2 separate regions of the Mus musculus genome follow, and region 1 is linked to region 2. The links are chromatin contacts, called in public promoter capture Hi-C maps. All regions are on one chromosome and are shown on one strand. The core of a region is the stretch at or near the end of the contact, and the rest is flanking DNA. Distances in the headings are between cores, read along the strand shown.

Region 1 (3,393 bases), core at 191-2,690, 210 kb after region 2:
CTCATTTGATCCGTCCTACATCAAGGCTGGAGGCCAAGTAGAGAAGCTGACCTCCAGTTTGGGAAAACAGACCAGAGAGAGATGCAGTGCGTTCTAGAGCTGCTCCTGATTGACTGCTGACTTCTGCCCAGCGTCTAGCTGTACTCTCCCTAGAGGGGGTCCTGACCACTCTTAAGAGAGAAGACATATTCTCCACTGCTCTTCCTTTGGAACATGGCCTGAAAGAACACAAGCGAGTGCCAGCTGTCTACGAGGTGACCAGTGCTTCCTGGACTAAGTGGGGAATCATAAACTTGCTGTCTGTATATAGGACACTCCATACATCTTTCTGGAGCATCAGGTTGCTTCCTATTCTTAGCCTTTCTGTTTTCATTGTGAAGTCGGATGTAAAATGATCATGTAGGTCTTACCAGTTAGGGTTCTGTGTGGCTCCCATTCATGGGTCTTCTCCATCTCCTTGTCCTTTTGTTTTCAGCTAGACTGACCTTGCTAACAAAAGGCTCAAGTTCTTTCTCCTTCCCTCTTCTTCCTTGAAGGTTCTTCAGAAGGACACACATCAAGGGTGGCTCAGAACTTGCCTGAACAGGCAATGACAGAAGCCAGTTGAGACTAAGTGATGGGGATACAAAGAACTCAGGATGCTGTGACTGGACACAGTTATGCCAAACTGGAGGTGGCAGGATATTGGCACTGTGACCTTATTTGACTGAGTTCTGCTCATTAAGCTCCTGCTTATCAAATTGTACCAGAAGAAGGGTGAGTACACCATATCACCAACAACAATAGTAATTTGTTTAGCATCAGTGAATATATGAGCCTAGTACAAGTTTGCTACTGGCACACAGACTGTTCCTACACAATGTTGTTCTTCTCATGAGCCCAGAAATAGAAACGATGTGGTGCAGGTGAAGAAGTGGAGGCTCAGAAACATCAGGCCGCACACCCAAACTCCCAGAGCTGGCAGGGCAGTCTCATTTATTTTTAACAGACTTCCCGTAAGCACCTCTACTCCTTTTCTGGCTATAGAGGTGTTCTCTGGGGTGTCACATTCGAGGACATCTAGATAGGCACCTGCAATTCATCCCTTCTAGACCCCTGACTGTGAGCAGAGGAGGGCCCAAAGAGGGCCAGGGACTTGCTCAGGTGGCAGGTTGCCAGAGGAGGCTTGGAACACAGAGAAGAGAGGGAGAGGGCTTTCTCTAGTGGATGTTTTGCTGTTGGACAGAAAGGTGGTGAGCCCTGAGGAAGGCACAACTCAGCCCGGAAGCTCTGCGACAGAACTGGGAAAGGGGGGCTGTTACCTCCGCCTCCGCGCCCTGGGTCCCTGCTGCAGCTCTGGCTTGTGTCAGCGCGGTGGTCCTCATCCAGCTCCCCATCTCTGCCCCCGGCCTAACCCCGCCCCCCGGGCTCTCATTGGCCTGCACCCCACCCCCCGCCTGCGAGGTCTGCCGGGGAGGCGGTGGTCTATCGCCTCCCTCGGCCCCGGGCCTGGCTGCGCAGCAGAGGCGGCGCCTCTCCCGCAGGACAGAGCCGGTCGAGTGGCACAGGGTGGGCTAAAGGAGACGAGGGACGCCTCGCTCCGATTCCCGACTGCGACTGGCTGCGACTTTGGAGCAGCGCGGTCCCTTGTGCAGTACGCACACACCGCGGCGCAGGGACACACAGACTTGGCTGCTCGCGGCCACACGCACCGAGAGACCAGGCTCGGCGCGCGCTCCGCGGCGCACACGCTCCAGCCAGTGCGGCTCTGGGCGCGGATTCGCGGGTTGCGCGTCCTCCTGCACCTTCAGCCCCTGCGCCCAGCAGTCCCGACCAGCCCCGAGGCCATCAGGTAAGGACCACTCCTGGCCTGTCCTTCTGCTCCGCACTCGCCCAGCGCCAGACCCTTTTCCAGCGGGGCCCTTGGACCCCTCCTTCAGCCCAGAGGTCTCCAGGAGCCGCGTGCTCTGCCAAACCCAAAGCCAGCGAGGGCCAACGCGGGGCACAGAGTCGGAGCCCATCCTCTCCCGCCGCCGCGGGCTGCCTACGCTTCTCTCTGCTCCATCCAAGTGTCGGACCGTGGCTTGGAGCACATTATTGTAGACCATTCAGTGAGTATCGGCCTAGCTGTCTCAGCCTTTTCTGGTGCCAGAAAGAGGCATTCAGGGGCACGAATGACACTACGGCCAGAGATCCCCCAGAGCTCGATCTCCCTGTCTCCAGGTCGGACCAAAGCGCCTACGTGGATTTGGAAAGAAATGCTGGAGGGTCTCTTGGGAACTCGGTTCTACAGTCTGCAGGGCGTTTGAGGGATGAGCTGCGGAGATAAGATAGGGATCAATTTAGTTTGTGCCCCCAATAGAGATAAGCTTTAGCATTGTTTTTAAAAGGATAGCCCTACGGCTATAGGACTATCCTAAGGATAGTCTTTCCCCGGGGCTCGGGGAGAGGTTGACCAAGAGACGCTTGGGGGTTGGTGGTCTAACAAGGAAACGCCCTGCAGGGCCTGTGGGGGAAAATCGCTGTGGGAGTGGGGTTGCTGTAGTGGGCCCCTCCGAGACCCCTGATGTTTGTTTTAAAGGCCCAGGCTCTGCAGTAGCTAGCTGACTACTGGGAGCAGGATCATATTGTCAGCAAGAGCAAGGGACCAGGCACCAGTTCGTGGAACTAGATCTTCAGGAGCAAACACGCAGGAAGGGGATGGCGATGGCATTTCCCTCGCTGCTAGGGAGTGGAGCTTCAGTTCTAGGAACCCAGAGCCTTCTGGACCACCTTGGCATGAGAGGGGGTCTGGCTAATTCCTCAGTCCATTTCAGGGCTGCTGTGACTACTTTTCTTTACTTCAGGCTGTATGTCCCATAATTCCCTCATGGCCTAAAGAGAGAGAAATAGGCATCTGTTTGGATTTTTTTTTCCCTGTGGCAGCTCAGGTGCATTCCTGTGAGGGTATGTAGGAATTTAGAGCCCATACAGAGGACGTGGAAGGCAGTCTGCCCCCAGACTGCAGTTGGACTGAGGCAGACCATTCGGAAGGTCAAGCTGCAGGCTGGAGGGTGGCTGTGGGTTTGGGACAAGGGTTACTTGTACTGTGATGAGGCCTTTTGGAGCCCAGGGATAGCAGGTAGCTCTTTGCTCAGAAGGCCTTGAGATGCATCTGATATGGTGGCAGGTAAGGCTGGAGGAGCCCCCATTCCCAAGTGCAGGCCTAGGACTCCTGCTCCTCATTGACCTTGGAAAGAACAGGCAAAGGCCCCAGTCTGGACACAAGCCAAACTCTGAACACACAAATTAAAGACAGGACATGCTGGAGCCGGCCTTGAGCCAGATCTTCTGACCAATCCATCAACAAGTGTGTGTGGTGTGACCAGGAGTCAGATGTGGTCCCTCCTACTTTCTGCCATCAGTAGTGGTTCA
Region 2 (3,439 bases), core at 69-2,568:
TGGCACATACTGGGCTGTCCTAGAAATTGAGGGCACAGGCTGACATGACTGAGGATCAGGAGAGTAACAGTCCTCCCTTTGCTGTGTGGGGAGGACTTCTAGGACTAGAACTAGTAGCTTGCACCAGTTGCACAGATAGCAGCTTGCTTCAGGTTTGCCCTTTGGGGCACTGGAAAGCTGGCTTCTGTCCTTTCCCCACCAGACTTGTCACCTCCATTGACCCCCTCAAGGCCCAGAGCCCTCTTCTGACCCCCCTGGATGTTTTCTTCAAACCCTGACCCTTTGATTAGACCCGCCTCATGAGGTTCAACGTGACATTTCCTACAGCAGACAGCATGGTGTGGTTCTAGTTGCTTCAAAAGCTTTGTATTTATTCTGGAAAGAGCTCCAGAAACCACTGGTTAAAGCGCTTCCTGCCGGCTGTGTTATCGGGGCTATTTCTTGCCTACATGATTCAGGGGCTGTAGTCTAGTCTATGTCTCTACACGGGGGCCTGCTGCGGATGGCAGAGGATGAAGCCCGAGAAACAAGGACTTGGGGATTTGGGAGATAGGTGTCTGTCTCATTAGGTTCAGATCCTTACAGTCCAGTAAAGCCAGAGTCTCACAAGCGCTTTGTTCTGCTATGACAGCTTTTAATTTTGCTTAATTTTTTTTTTTTTTTTTTTTTTTTTTTTTTTTTTTTTTTTTTTTTTTGAGACAGTCTCTTTATGTAGCTCTGGCTGTCCTGGAACTCACTGTGTAGAACTCAGAGATCTGCCTGCTTCTGCCTTCCACCTGCTGGGATTCAAAGCATGAACCAACACACCAGGCTTTGGCAGAAGTTTTACTGTTGAGGTTAAAAGAGAATGTGTTGCTTGCGTCACCCCCACCCCCGCCCCATACACCCACCCACGCTTCCTTACAAACTCCCATGAAGTCTGTTTCCACTAAGGGATCCAGACAGGAAATGTGAAAATCTGAAATCCCCATGTACTGACTTCTTGAGGCAGTTGTGTGCTCTCCAGCTTTGGGACCCAGAGAGAGTTTTAGTTCTGAACCGCCACTTATCAGACCAACCTTGAAGAGCTCGTTTCTCTGCCATGTCTCAGTTTCTCAGTAAGTCCCCGATCTGCCAGGCTTCCCACATGCAAGCTGCCTGTGTTCAGTAAGTGGGGACCTGCCTTAGACACAGGGGGGGCAGAGAGGGAAGGGATCCCCAGTTTGGACTCAGGGGTAGTCACACCTCATTTCTAGTGAAATTGGCTGCCAGGAGAGGCACAGGAGGCAGCTTAGCTGGCTCGGGGACACATCTAATTTTAGCCCAGAGTGAGCTGGTTCTAAGTCGGGGCTGGCTTACTCAGGAGAATTCCACAGCTCCCTGGTTTGTGTGTGTTAGGTAGCATGATGCTCACTCTCACAAGGTTAATGAGCTTGGGACAGCCTTTTCCCGCTCCTCCTTCTAAGAAACATCCATCCGGAAGACAGTCTGTGCTCTGTGCTTTAAGAGTAGGTCAAAATTTCCTGGAGGTTCTTTTTCCATGATGGGCAGTGTGGGGTGGAAGAGGGAGTAACTGAAGGGACCAGTTTTGGTTTCTCTGTCCAAATTGGCGAAAGACAGCTGCTTCCCTGGGCCTGTGTGCCTAACGAGACCTCTGGTCATCCCAGCAGCTACAATTAGTCATGTACTCCAGGGGTTAAAGGAATAAAAAGATGAAAAAACAAAAAACAAAAAAACCAAAAACCAAAAAAAAACAAAAAACAAAAAAAACCAGAGCCAGGCCTTGTGGGGAAGGCCTACAATTCCAGCTACTTGAGAGACATACTCAAGGTTTGCTTGGCTAAAGAACGAGTCCAAAGCTCAGTCAAAGCGATGTAGTAGACCCTGTGTCAAGAAAGGGGTAAGGGTCGGGGTGGGAAGGAGCTGGAGTGGTAGCCCAAGGACAAAGCTCTTGCTCAGCATGCCCAAGGCTCTGCTTTCAGTCCTTACTACCACAAACCAATCCTGGACTTAGGTCACTTTCAGAGACAGTCTCAGAATTCCTGGGCCTGAGACGTGCACTGTCTGGGTGGCCTTTAGAGTTCTTCCCTGTTCTTGTTTTTGTTTTATGTTGATTGTTAAACCCAGCTTTGCACACGCCGGGCAGGTCTCTATCATTGAACTTTGTACAGGTGGGATGGGTCTCTACCCCTGTGCTTTAGTCATGCTGGGGAGGTTCTTGACCACTGAGCTTCCCTTCCACGTCCTTTCAACTTTGAAAATGTCATGGGTATGTTTGTGTGCTTAGTGTGTGCTAGTGTGTATGGAAGCCAAAGGGCAACACTGGATATCTTCCTCTTTTGCTCTCCACCTTATTTCTTGAGACAGGGTCTCTCATTGGATCTAGCACCTGCCCATTTTCCTAGGCTGACTGGCAGCAAGCCCCGAGAATGTGCCTGGCTGCTTCTCTAGCGCTGGGATTACAGGCACGTGCTCTGTGCCCAGCTTGGTACATGACTGCTGGGGATTGAACTCGGGTCCTCATGGTTGTATGACAAGCACTTTACCAACTGAGAAAAATGCCTTAGTCCCTTCTTTAAAAAAATTCTATTTATTCTTCACTGTTTAATGAAACTCACTCTGTGGTCTCGGCATACCCTGAACTCGTGCTCCTCCAGCCCTGCGCCTACTGAGTGGCAGAGATTACAAGCTTGCACCATTGCGCCTTGCTGGATGGACTTTTTAAAGAGAAAGAAATCAAAACAGCATTTCCTTTTTCAAATTCTCTAAGAATCACAAATGGCATGTATACCTTTGAGGACCCTTTGTAAAGACGGGCTCTTGGAGCTCCATTAACCTAATGGTACAACAGACTTTATTGAGTTGTTATTATAATTCTTGGATGAAATTAATACACTTCCATAGTGTTGAGGTAAGCGGTCATCTTGAAGTAAAGGCCCACCTCTCAGTGACAGGGCTTTGTGAAACATTTTACTGTATGGTTTCCCCCTTCCTCTGTGTCACCACAGACCTATGAGTGGGAGATGGATTTATAGGGGACAGCTGAAGCCTGAGACTCAGTGTCCCCATTTGTAAAAATAAGACTGAAAGTCCCTGTGCTTACACAGGACTGTGTGAGAATTTGACTTGAGAGTTGCTGTGCAGGTGCCTGGGAAAGCAGTCAGTGGCTGCCACCAAGGCAAAGCTGGCGTTTAAAACACCTAGACTGTCACAGGAAGGTAGATCCGGGCCAGGGCAGATCGTCTGAAAGCCACTCAGAGACACAAGTGTCATCTAACAAGAATGGCTTTGCTTTCTCATTTGTCTCTTTCCGAATGGTTGTTCCTCCTGTGGTCCTGACAGTGCTGTTTCACACCTGCCTTTCCTAGGTCTTTAATGAATATGGCCAGCAGGGAATGGTCATGTTCAAAATGAAAATACATCATCCTACAAGTTGTTTTACACTGTCCTTTGGCTAACT

What was found. Promoter capture Hi-C pulls out the DNA fragments that hold promoters and counts their contacts.
Region 1: a promoter capture Hi-C map of hippocampal neurons shows a contact between it and region 2, with 2.8 times the contacts expected there. The contact joins the promoter of Adcyap1r1 here to the enhancer-like site in region 2. A contact is called at or near these places in 9 of 39 promoter capture datasets (the 3T3-L1 cell line, 3T3-L1-derived adipocytes, embryonic stem cells and 6 more), 1 of 15 datasets of contacts at CTCF or cohesin (the NIH/3T3 cell line), 4 of 484 Hi-C or Micro-C datasets (Sertoli cells, cerebral cortex, cortical neurons and 1 more), 5 of 115 datasets of contacts at active chromatin or transcription factors (SST interneurons, VIP interneurons, neural tube and 1 more) and 2 of 9 other capture datasets (adipose tissue and embryonic stem cells).

The regions. Positions count from the first base shown.
Region 1 is chr6:55,450,538-55,453,930 of GRCm38.p6, forward strand. It overlaps Adcyap1r1 (adenylate cyclase activating polypeptide 1 receptor 1), which reads left to right and starts at 1,441. Exons shown (of 17, transcript NM_007407.4): 1 at 1,441-1,831.
Region 2 is chr6:55,240,458-55,243,896 of GRCm38.p6, forward strand. All of the region lies in intron 5 of Mindy4 (MINDY lysine 48 deubiquitinase 4), which reads left to right. Among named protein-coding and RNA genes, the nearest start is that of Mindy4, 39 kb to the left of the region's middle. Within about 2 kb of position 1,319, at least 26 of the 459 cell types and tissues checked have an H3K27ac peak or open chromatin away from gene starts, as enhancers often do. A contact at or near this core is called in SST interneurons, adipose tissue, cerebral cortex and 1 more, where this site is marked.